3 separate regions of the Mus musculus genome follow, and regions 1 and 2 are each linked to region 3. A link is a contact called in public promoter capture Hi-C data. All regions are on one chromosome and are shown on one strand. The core of a region is the stretch at or near the end of the contact, and the rest is flanking DNA. Distances in the headings are between cores, read along the strand shown. Region 1 overlaps Aopep (aminopeptidase O). Region 2 overlaps Aopep (aminopeptidase O). Region 3 overlaps Aopep (aminopeptidase O).

Region 1 (3,133 bases), core at 568-3,067, 140 kb after region 3:
AGGCACCTTCTTATTTACTTTTGTTTCTTTGAAGAAAAGTTTCATATGGCTCAGGCTGGCCTTGAACTCCTGATCCTCATGCTTCCAGTTCCCAAATAAGGTGAGCAGCGCCACCTAGGTGTATTTCTAACAAAGACTGAAGGAAAGAGCAGAGCAGGCACAATGAGGCTCAGAGTTTACACAATCTGCCTGTGTTGTGTTGGTTTGTTTTGCTTTTTAAAAATGATTACAAGGCCCAGTGAGATGCCTCATTGGGTAAAGGCCAGCAAGTCTGGCCATCCAAGTTTGATCTCTGGAGTCATACAAAGGTGGAAGGAGAGGACCAACTCCACAAAGTTTTCCTCTGGTCTCTGTATATACTTGTTCCCCTGGCAATAATAGTTGTACTATTTTTAATTAAAAAAGAAAACTGCTTCAAATGATGCCCAGGACCCTAGAGGACACATATCATAATTGCTGAAGAACTAGTGGGTCTGCTGTAGGTTCGTTCTAATGCATCATCTCAGGCCTGGGCTTAACCCTTGGGGTCTCTGTTTTCCTTCCCTGAAATGAAAATTAGGAGCACTCCTCAGGGAAGCAGGAAGCATCTCCAGACACAAGACTCTTCCATACCAGTGGATTCATGTGTGTCTTGTGAGACTTCCTCCAGTCAGATCAGCCTATTTCACCTTCTTTTCTTTTAGAGAAAGGCATTCATCTGGGTTTATGGACATAAAACTAAAGGTACAGAAGAGAGAACTATTTTGGACAAAGAAAAGGGAAATGGGTCCAGATATTTTAAACGTTTACCTACTTGGATTGCAATGGATCTATCTGAACTAAGTGCTGTAAACAGGTGGCTGGAGTGTGTGGGGAGCTGCACATTTGTCAGACGCTGTTCTGCCCCCATGACTGACTGTAGGCAACAGCTGCATGTGTGTGAAAATTTTGTTTCCCATCTGTCTTTTGGACACAGTACTTTCCTGTGTCTAGTCCTCGATGAACGCGTGTTAGAAGAGGATAACCAGTCGCTATACTTTACCCTGTCACCATCCTATAACCGGAGAAAGGAAGATGCAGGCAGCCTTGGGAGTGTCCTTCCTACCTTCTGGACACTGCTCACACTGAGGCTTCCTCAGCGTCTGTACCCCACGCCAAGAATGCAAGAATGTGTGCAAGAAATGGCGATCACACACTTATGGAGAAATGAGTTGGGTCTTTGGAGAGCTTGAACACATGTCGAGGGGAGGTTCTGAACTCACAGGTGCTTACAATCATAGAAGAACCCCAGCCCTAGCCCCCAAATGTTGGACCAGAATCTGCATTTCAGCAGGATCTTTAGATGACTTATGGAAACATTAAAATTTAGCATGCTTTACAGCTAAGAGCAGAGCTGGCAAGATGGCTCAGCTGATAAAGGTACTTATTGCTTGAGTTTGATCCCTAGGATCCACATGGTAGGAGAGAAATGAACAACCCCAAAGTTGTCCTCTGATCTCAACATACACATATGCCTCCCACAACAAATTGATAAATATATGTAAGATCAAGTTAGAAGTTTAAGCACTTTGAAAAAGTACAGAAGTGAGGCTTTCACTGCTGACTTCTTGGCCTGTTTTTCTGGTGGCTAATGATTGGTTCGTGAGGTACTGAGAAGCAGCAGGGGTCTTAAGAATCAACAGTGCACCTCTCTCAGACACACTGACATCCAGAAGCCCTGGGCCAGAGGAGGGGCCTGCGGGACTCAGAGCTCCAGTGCCAGTTCTGCACTACAGCAGCCTGCAGCACACAGTGCATGGGAGCAGGGCACAGAGGGCACACCTGTCCTCTGTTAACTTGAAACACCGAGGTGCTTGACTTTGCTTGTTTGGTCTTTTTCCACTAGAAGCTGGAAGATGTCCCAACCCTAGCCACTCCACATGAGTAACTGATTATGCAGGACCACATTCTACTTAATTGTTCTCAGGTTTCCCACCTAACCATATGCTAATGTGGCATTTCATAGTATTTACTCACTTTTGCATGAGTTAGAAATAGGAACCCGAATGGCAACTGTCACAGGGTTCACGGTTGCCAAGGTCTGATAAGCAGGCAGGGTGGCCCGTGTCCAGTTACTGTGAGGACATGTCCTCATGTCCTGCTTTCCTATGACTCAGCTGTGTCTTTAGTGCAAAGCCACATGATTCTGCTTAAAGTCAGTTCTTAGAATCTGAGACATATACAGAATTCAAAATAGTGTCTCAGCCCAATATAGATGACATTTGGATTGTCTACCCTTGCCAATCAAGGCTGAAATGAAGTCACTTGAGGACAAAAGTGTCCCCAAAAGGTTCAGAGACTTACTGGTATTAGTTGCTCATCCTAAGACCATAGTTTTGGCCGGGCAGTGATGGCGCACGCCTTTGATCCCAGCACTCAGGAGGCAGAGTCAGGCGGATTTCTGAGTTTGAGGCCAGCCTGGTCTACAAAGTGAGTTCCAGGACAGCCAGGGCTATACAGAGAAACCCTGTCTTGAAAAACCAAAAAACAAAACAAACAAACAAAAAACCCAACAACAACAACAACAAAAAACCCCACAACAACAAAGGACCATAGTTTTGCTAAAATCTATTGGACTACCATCAAACATTTCAGTCACATAAGGAGAGGCAGAGGGGCCAATCAGTGATGGAGAAACTGCTGCTGCTGCTGTCCTGAGAGAGGGACACTAACTCAGAGATGAAGAGAACAGTTGCTCAGCATCTCTCCCAGTCAGGTACCATGGGCTCCCGTTAGGCTGCTTTGACCTCTGAACCTGAAATGTGAAGAAGCCAAATTTCATTCTCCCGTGTGCTAGAAAGAGGGTGTCACTATTAATTCAGTGTTACTGGAAGTTCACAGGAGTCACATAATTTAGCTGCCACAAAGGTTTTCTATCACCTTCTCTGAGGCAACAGACTTACTTTACAGAGAGAATAAAGGACCCACTGCTGGTGGCCAAGAGGTGCCTCCATCTGAAGGTCAGAGCCACTCAAGTGAACACCTACCTTGGGATCAACTAGCCCTTCTGAGCCCTCACAGCCAAAGGATGGTATACCACACTGGCTATTCCAGAGAGTTCACACAAATCTACACACTTGCTAAGAAAGGCAGCATACATTAAACAGAGCACCAC
Region 2 (3,214 bases), core at 339-2,838, 170 kb after region 3:
AAATGACTACAAGGTCTAGGCCACAGCGGCATGGAGACGCTGCAGTACTGTCAGCCCAGTACCTGGAAGAGCCAAAGCTTCTAACCAGAAGGGAAGTAAACACTTCCTGATGCACAGAAAGAAATGGCTGCTGTCCCCTAAGCAAAGGAGGTTTAAAATAATTCAGATCTGGGGGAAAGTTTTTGTTAAGTCCAATGAAGAGCCCTTGGCTGTTTCAAAGCTGAGCCCTCAGAACTAAATTTAATCAAACTGCAGCAGCCGGCTGAAAAGCAGATAATAGAATTTGGCCTAATGTGTCATTAGCTCATGTTCACTTCAGTGGATTAGCTCCCAGCAGCATCGGAAGCAGATCTCAACGTTTGCTGGGTTAGATCTACAGCCAAAGGATCTACAGCCATGAGCAAGTCTAAAGAATTTCACACTAGCCTTCTGAATTACTTGGAGAAAGTAACTTAAAAAAAAAAAAAACCAAAACTTTTCATTTTATAATCTCATTATGAATCATTAAACTCTTCAAAACCCCTTAAGCACATACTTTTTAAAATACAGTATTAAAAAAAAGCTATAAATGGTGCTGGTTACATTTTAAATCAACAAATAGCTTTTATTTGAAAACCAAAAATTAGGGTTTAAAGTCATTCATTTGATGTGCTTCACACTAAAATTCACTTAGTCAAATAAGTTTCCTTTAAAAAAAAAATCCTCCAATTCTAGGAAGTTACTGAAACCATCATCTTCTAAGGCTTCTTCTCAAAGTACACAGTCTAGAATATTCATCTAGAAAGCGGCCTCACCACGGCTACTCACATTGATAATCAAATAATAAGCTTCATTTGTAAAATTCAAAATGTGGTTTGCAGATGCCAGGAGGCCTGGGGAGAGTCATCAGAGAGGAGCCCTGCGCTTCCTTTGTGCGTGGAGCTAACAGGATTAAGGCTTGAAGAATTGAATAAAGCCCTGGGCTGGTTAAGATGGATGGATCACATTTCAGGTTCCCATTTCATAATGGGCATGCCCCACATTTCTCAAAATAAAACACGCCAGTGAGCTCATTCCAGTGACTGTGCTTCCTGACATTCATTTTGGAAACTTTAAAATGGATTCTGTGTCCAGATCCTCTCTTGAGCCACATGGTTCTTTGTGTAGCTGGGCTGCCTGGTTCAGGCAGCTTCTTGCTTCATAGCCAGTGGTTTCCTGCTATGGTCCAGTTACATGGCAAAGAAAGTAGAGATTACCATGCCGAAGGATTTCTGTCTATGGACTTATGGTTTCTTACTTTCCAACTACGTGGTGATTTGCACCGGCCCTAACCTGTAAATGTAAAATGTGCAATATCAGCCATCTTCCTCTAGGCAGCGGGCTGAAGCACGGCTCTGCTGGTTTGCACCCTCAAGGTGGTTATTATCAAGTAGAATCTGTGGTTGGAAAGTGTCCAGCAGTAGCACAAACTGTCTAGAAGAGATTTTCATATAGGAGTTCCAACAGCTGTCTGTTAGGTCAGATTTCTGTGAGAACCAAGGCACACATTCTCAACTGTACACAGCTGTCCCGGATTAAACAGGAACAGTTTCTTAAAGTGACAACAAAAGTCCAAGTGTAAAGGAAGACAGTGTGAAGCGCATCAAAAGTGTTCAGCCCAGGCATTGCCACTGTGCACAGCATCAAGCCATGCTACCAGTCAGCGGGCTTAGAGGCTGTTTAGCCACCATGATGGCCAAAGCTTTGCTTATTAATTAGCAACTTATTAACACCAAAGTGCCTATGGACTAAGACACATTTCAATTCCATAATAGATTCCCTCCGCTTGAAATTCCTCTATTACAGAAAAGCAGTCTGTTTAAAGCACAGTGCTTATTAAATGAAGGATACACAGAAACTGTACAGAAACAGAGCATCAGAATTTGGAGAGGAAGTTAAAGAGAATTAAAACAAGCTGTGATGATCTTAACAAAGACACACAGAACCTGTTACTAGGCAGAGACATTTGGTCAAATTTCCTGTTTTCCCCCAAGTCCTGGTTTGGCTTGAATATGTTGTCAGTGCACAGTTTCCTGCTGCTGATTCATGCTGCTCACGTGTAAAAGCCAGGGACAGTCCTAAGACTTATCTAAGGACTTTTCTCTTCTCCAGACTTTGGTCTTCACCATAACCGAGATGATAAACTACAGATCTAAATTGCTGAAAATTGTAGCAAGTCCCCAGAAAATCACTAAGGTGAGTCAACACAGCCATGGAACAGTCTCCCTCTAGCCCTCAACCACTTCAGTCCAAGACTGCAGAGATAGTTGTGAACTACTACCAAGAGCATTAAACCACAGCCAAGTAAGTGTCACCGATGGCTCTTTGTTTAAAACAAACAAAAAGTTCTCTGCAAAAGTCTGATACTACGGCAGACTACTATAAAATCAAAGACCATTGCATACAGAGTGGAAGAAAATAAAAAGTCCTCCCTTGGGAAAGAATCCAAAACATTAACATTTCTCAGGATATTTTACAAATCATGCTGCTTCATTAAACACATGCCACTGGGAGTCTCCTCTATTACTAACAACACTTTTCATAATGACCTTCACATGTTTAAATCAATGGCTGCCGAAAACGTGCATTTATATTACATAAACAAAACCTAACATAAACATGCCCAGATAAAAAACTTTATAGAAATGCCTGGCTACAATTCCCCAATGTAAATAGACCTCATGAATGGCCCAGCAAAAACAATTTTAGTGTATTTTTATCCCCCAAAGCAAAAGGCACAGTCCAAAAGCAGACAGCTCTGCTGAAAACTGCACTCCTAACACACGAATAAGCAACTCTAGTGATGTTCAATGCACCAACTGGTTTTGATCCAGGGAAAGCCATGAGACTTATTTTCTATAAGCACCTGCTATTTTCTCATTGAGCCCTTGTTCAGTTACTTGTTCTCTTGTTTATTGCCTATCCACCTCAAATTATAAATTTCCTTAGAATAAAGACAATGATTGTCTTGTTTTCTGCTTTCTCTGCTTATCCCACTGAGCACACAGAAGATGCAAGAACTGGTTTAGCCATCTGCTCTCTGCACTGAAACTGTTCTCACCAGAGTCCAGCTGTTTCCCTGTAATGCCTTAGTACTTCCAAGTTTCATGGACTCACACTGCAGCCTCTCTTGCAACCTCACTCATCTTCCAGCCTCCCTTGCAGCTAAGTAGCACTAAGACTGAATAAGCCAAAG
Region 3 (3,006 bases), core at 389-2,888:
CCTTTAGGGCTGTTTCCCAAGTTTATCTGGCTCTAATTAAAAGGCAGGAAAGAGTGAGGGTACACACCCCTCCAAGGAATCCATCCTCCTCCATTCAGTAGGGTACAGACACTCTCGTGCAAGAGCAGGCTTGTTCAGAGGCAGGCAGGACACAAGGCACAGCCATGCTGAACATTCCTTCCTAATGCGGGAAGAACTGTGCTAGTCTGGTCTTTGTAGAATGGACTGAGAGGAAGCACTCTGTTAGTAAACAACCTATCGCCACCTGGTTCTCCAATCCATGGGAAAATGTAGTCTCTAAACAATGAAGAAAGACAAATCTGTGACCTAATGCTGTTTTCAGCCACATTTAATAAAACTATCATTCATTCACAAGTAAATATTATATCACAAAAAAAGGATTAAAGACTTGAAAAGAGGATATGTTAAAGGAAAAATATTTTAATAGAGTGAACGTCTTTGTAAAATACATATTTGCTCCCTGTCGAGCCACCCTACAGCAGAAAAGAAATAATACACGATAAATGCTTGCAAAGTGACTGAACGATCTCAAGTACTTGCAAATGTGCTGGGAGGCAGTGCTGTGCCGCCAGTGGGCTGTCCTGGCAGCAGGCACAGGAGACATCCCACTTCCACTCACAGGGAAGTCAAATGAACTTTCACATAACTTTGGGTCCATCTGTGTGCTATCACGGAGGTACTGCAAGGGACACAGAGGGTGTCAGATGTACTATGGAGTCATCAAGAAAAAACAGCAGTGTCCCTGAGCATCCGGGCCCCAGGGAAGCCGGCGTGATATATTACAAGACCAGCCTGCTGTGAGACTGACACCCACCATTCAGTTGCAAAAGGAGAGAAAATTCTTTCTTTTCATAAACAATGATATATGTTATTATTTCCCGTAGAGAAGGCCTTGCAAAAATGCATCTGCCTTGGAAACGCAAGACAAAATAAGGCTATGAGCTGCCCAAATCAGATAGGTACTTAAAATCAACAGCACAGCCCTGTAAAACTTACTCAAATGAACACACGGAGCAGTATGTAACGGGAAGCAAATCAAGTGCAAGCGTTATTAACGACGGTGGAAATCTGTACTCTTGCCATTAACACTTAAGATTTCATAGTTGTTAATTTTGAAGAAATACACAAAGAAAAAAGTTAACTTCGTTTGCCCCCACCCTCACGACTTAGAAATTGAGGAAAGCGGCACAAGTCTGAAGTTTTAAAGTTTCTTGAAGAGAAAGTGTGAAATTTCTAACCCCCAGCCCTGACCCATGTAAAAGCAGCACAAAGAAAACCAACCCTGGGCTCTTGTAGGAGCCCGAGTGTCTTTACAGGAGTCAGGGGTGGGAGTGGGTGGGGGCAGGGATGGATGTCACTCTGAGCTCCCTCCCAGAGGACAATCCATCCACACAACTGCAGCCCCTGCTTTCTCTTCCATTAGCACAACACAATGCAGAAGAGCAGACTTACCTCCCGGATTAGGAATGCCACAGACAAGACAAGTCTCACCACGAAGCTTCCCCAGGCACAAACATCAGGACTGCAGCTGGCATGCCTTGAAGGCCAAGGGGAGCCCTTGAGCCCCTCCCTGGCCGCCCAGCTGGCGCACAGCAGTGGCTGTATGGGGAAGGAAGTCAGTGTGGCTCCAGACGGAGAGAGCCTGAGACTAATGCAGCCACAGACTGACAGTGGCGTGAGTTCTATTATTACCCCATTATCACTCTGGGATCTGAGCCTAAATGAAGCATGCTTCCTCCCTGGTGCCATTTCCTTTTATCCTGGCTGGAGACTAAAAGCGGATCAATGGGGCAATAATGTATGATGTCACTTCCATTATAGCAACAGCCTCCCCGCCTCTTTCAGTCTGTCTGAAACGCACAGAACGATCAATTCTTCCCAAAAATGGTTAAAAAATGCTTTGGGAGCATGCATCTTCCAGAAAAGCATTCTCTGCTATATTTGTCTATGTTACTTTGGCAGGAACTGTTTACACAGAACAAAACAGAAGAAATGAGGGAGGGAGAAAAATCTCAAATTCTCCTGTAGGCTGGAGACTTGTTGGCTGGAATTCAACCCAAACAGGGGCCAGGGGCCAGGGCAGAATGCCGCTGACCTCTGAGAGTCATGTGCAGAAGGTGAAGGGTGACCTCACGGATATAAAACACCTTTCATTGTATAAGGTACTCTGAATCTGGAAAATTCCTTGCTACCTTCTCCAGGAAGCACAACCACTACCCTGCAGGCCTGAAGGCCACCCACTCAGGTCCATGGCTGCCTGCCACAGGTAAAGGACACATGTGGACGGAAGGAAGACAGGCACCACTCTGAGACTTAAAATAAAACTCCATTGAGTGAATTTTCACTTATAAGATTCTTGCCGATAGCGTGAGATAAGGATACCATGGAGAGAAGTTCCCCAAACAAGAGCAGGAACTTCTATTTCCTCAGGATCCAGAGAGAAACAGAAACAGGAGCCAAAGGAAGCCATGGTCTTCTCTGCCTGTCAGGAAAGGGCTTCCTTTCCTGTTGGGATTCACACAACAGGCAGGGTAGGCGTATTAAGCCTGCTCTTCGTTCATGGGTAATGTCTGTGGGACCTCCGGACAGAACTAAAGTGCCTTCCACGCATTAGAAACTTAAAGAGAAACAGCTGCTGCTGCTGCTGCTGCTGCTGCTGCTGCTGCTGCTGCTGCTGCTGCTGCTGCTGCTGCTGGAGGCAGCAGAAAAATGGTTCTCCACATCGGTTTTTGTTTTAATCGAACTTTAAAGAACTGCCTAAACCTAAGACTAGCTAGAACACTGAATGTGAATCTTGTTTGCATTATTTTGAGGGTAAAAATGGAGGTTGCTAGCAAATGAAGGTTATCAAATAATGAAGAGTGAAAATATTTTCTTTTCAAATTATAGAACTCACCACCAGGCAGGCAACCCTCCTAGTAGTGTCAGTTTCTTTTGGCTACCAAGCATCTTCAGAGCTACACTCTGCAATGACCACTGCAGCAA

The links. Capture Hi-C pulls out chosen DNA fragments and counts their contacts.
Region 1: a promoter capture Hi-C map of liver shows a contact between it and region 3, with 2.6 times the contacts expected there. The contact joins two enhancer-like sites. A contact is called at or near these places in 5 of 484 Hi-C or Micro-C datasets (CD8 T cells, the HL-1 cell line, Th1 cells and 2 more), 5 of 115 datasets of contacts at active chromatin or transcription factors (embryonic stem cells, heart atrium, kidney and 2 more) and 3 of 9 other capture datasets (adipose tissue, liver and pancreatic islet).
Region 2: a promoter capture Hi-C map of adipose tissue shows a contact between it and region 3. The contact joins two enhancer-like sites. A contact is called at or near these places in 6 of 484 Hi-C or Micro-C datasets (the C2C12 cell line, the HL-1 cell line, the N1E-115 cell line and 3 more), 10 of 115 datasets of contacts at active chromatin or transcription factors (bone marrow-derived macrophages, craniofacial prominence, embryonic stem cells and 6 more) and 3 of 9 other capture datasets (adipose tissue, liver and pancreatic islet).

The regions. Positions count from the first base shown.
Region 1 is chr13:63,133,950-63,137,082 of GRCm38.p6, reverse strand. The region is part of intron 5 of Aopep (aminopeptidase O); the gene reads right to left. It overlaps Gm30409 (a long non-coding RNA gene), which reads right to left. Exons shown (of 2, transcript XR_003950671.1): 1 at 3,006-3,133; 2 at 2,570-2,773. Among named protein-coding and RNA genes, the nearest start is that of Gm30409, 3.2 kb to the right of the region's middle. Within about 2 kb of position 1,817, at least 29 of the 459 cell types and tissues checked have an H3K27ac peak or open chromatin away from gene starts, as enhancers often do. A contact at or near this core is called in liver and pancreatic cancer cells, where this site is marked.
Region 2 is chr13:63,111,010-63,114,223 of GRCm38.p6, reverse strand. All of the region lies in intron 5 of Aopep (aminopeptidase O), which reads right to left. Among named protein-coding and RNA genes, the nearest start is that of Gm46422, 18 kb to the right of the region's middle. Within about 2 kb of position 1,588, at least 122 of the 459 cell types and tissues checked have an H3K27ac peak or open chromatin away from gene starts, as enhancers often do. A contact at or near this core is called in the C2C12 cell line, the N1E-115 cell line, adipose tissue and 6 more, where this site is marked.
Region 3 is chr13:63,277,658-63,280,663 of GRCm38.p6, reverse strand. All of the region lies in intron 13 of Aopep (aminopeptidase O), which reads right to left. Among named protein-coding and RNA genes, the nearest start is that of Gm16907, 18 kb to the left of the region's middle. Within about 2 kb of position 1,638, at least 194 of the 459 cell types and tissues checked have an H3K27ac peak or open chromatin away from gene starts, as enhancers often do. A contact at or near this core is called in the C2C12 cell line, the N1E-115 cell line, adipose tissue and 8 more, where this site is marked.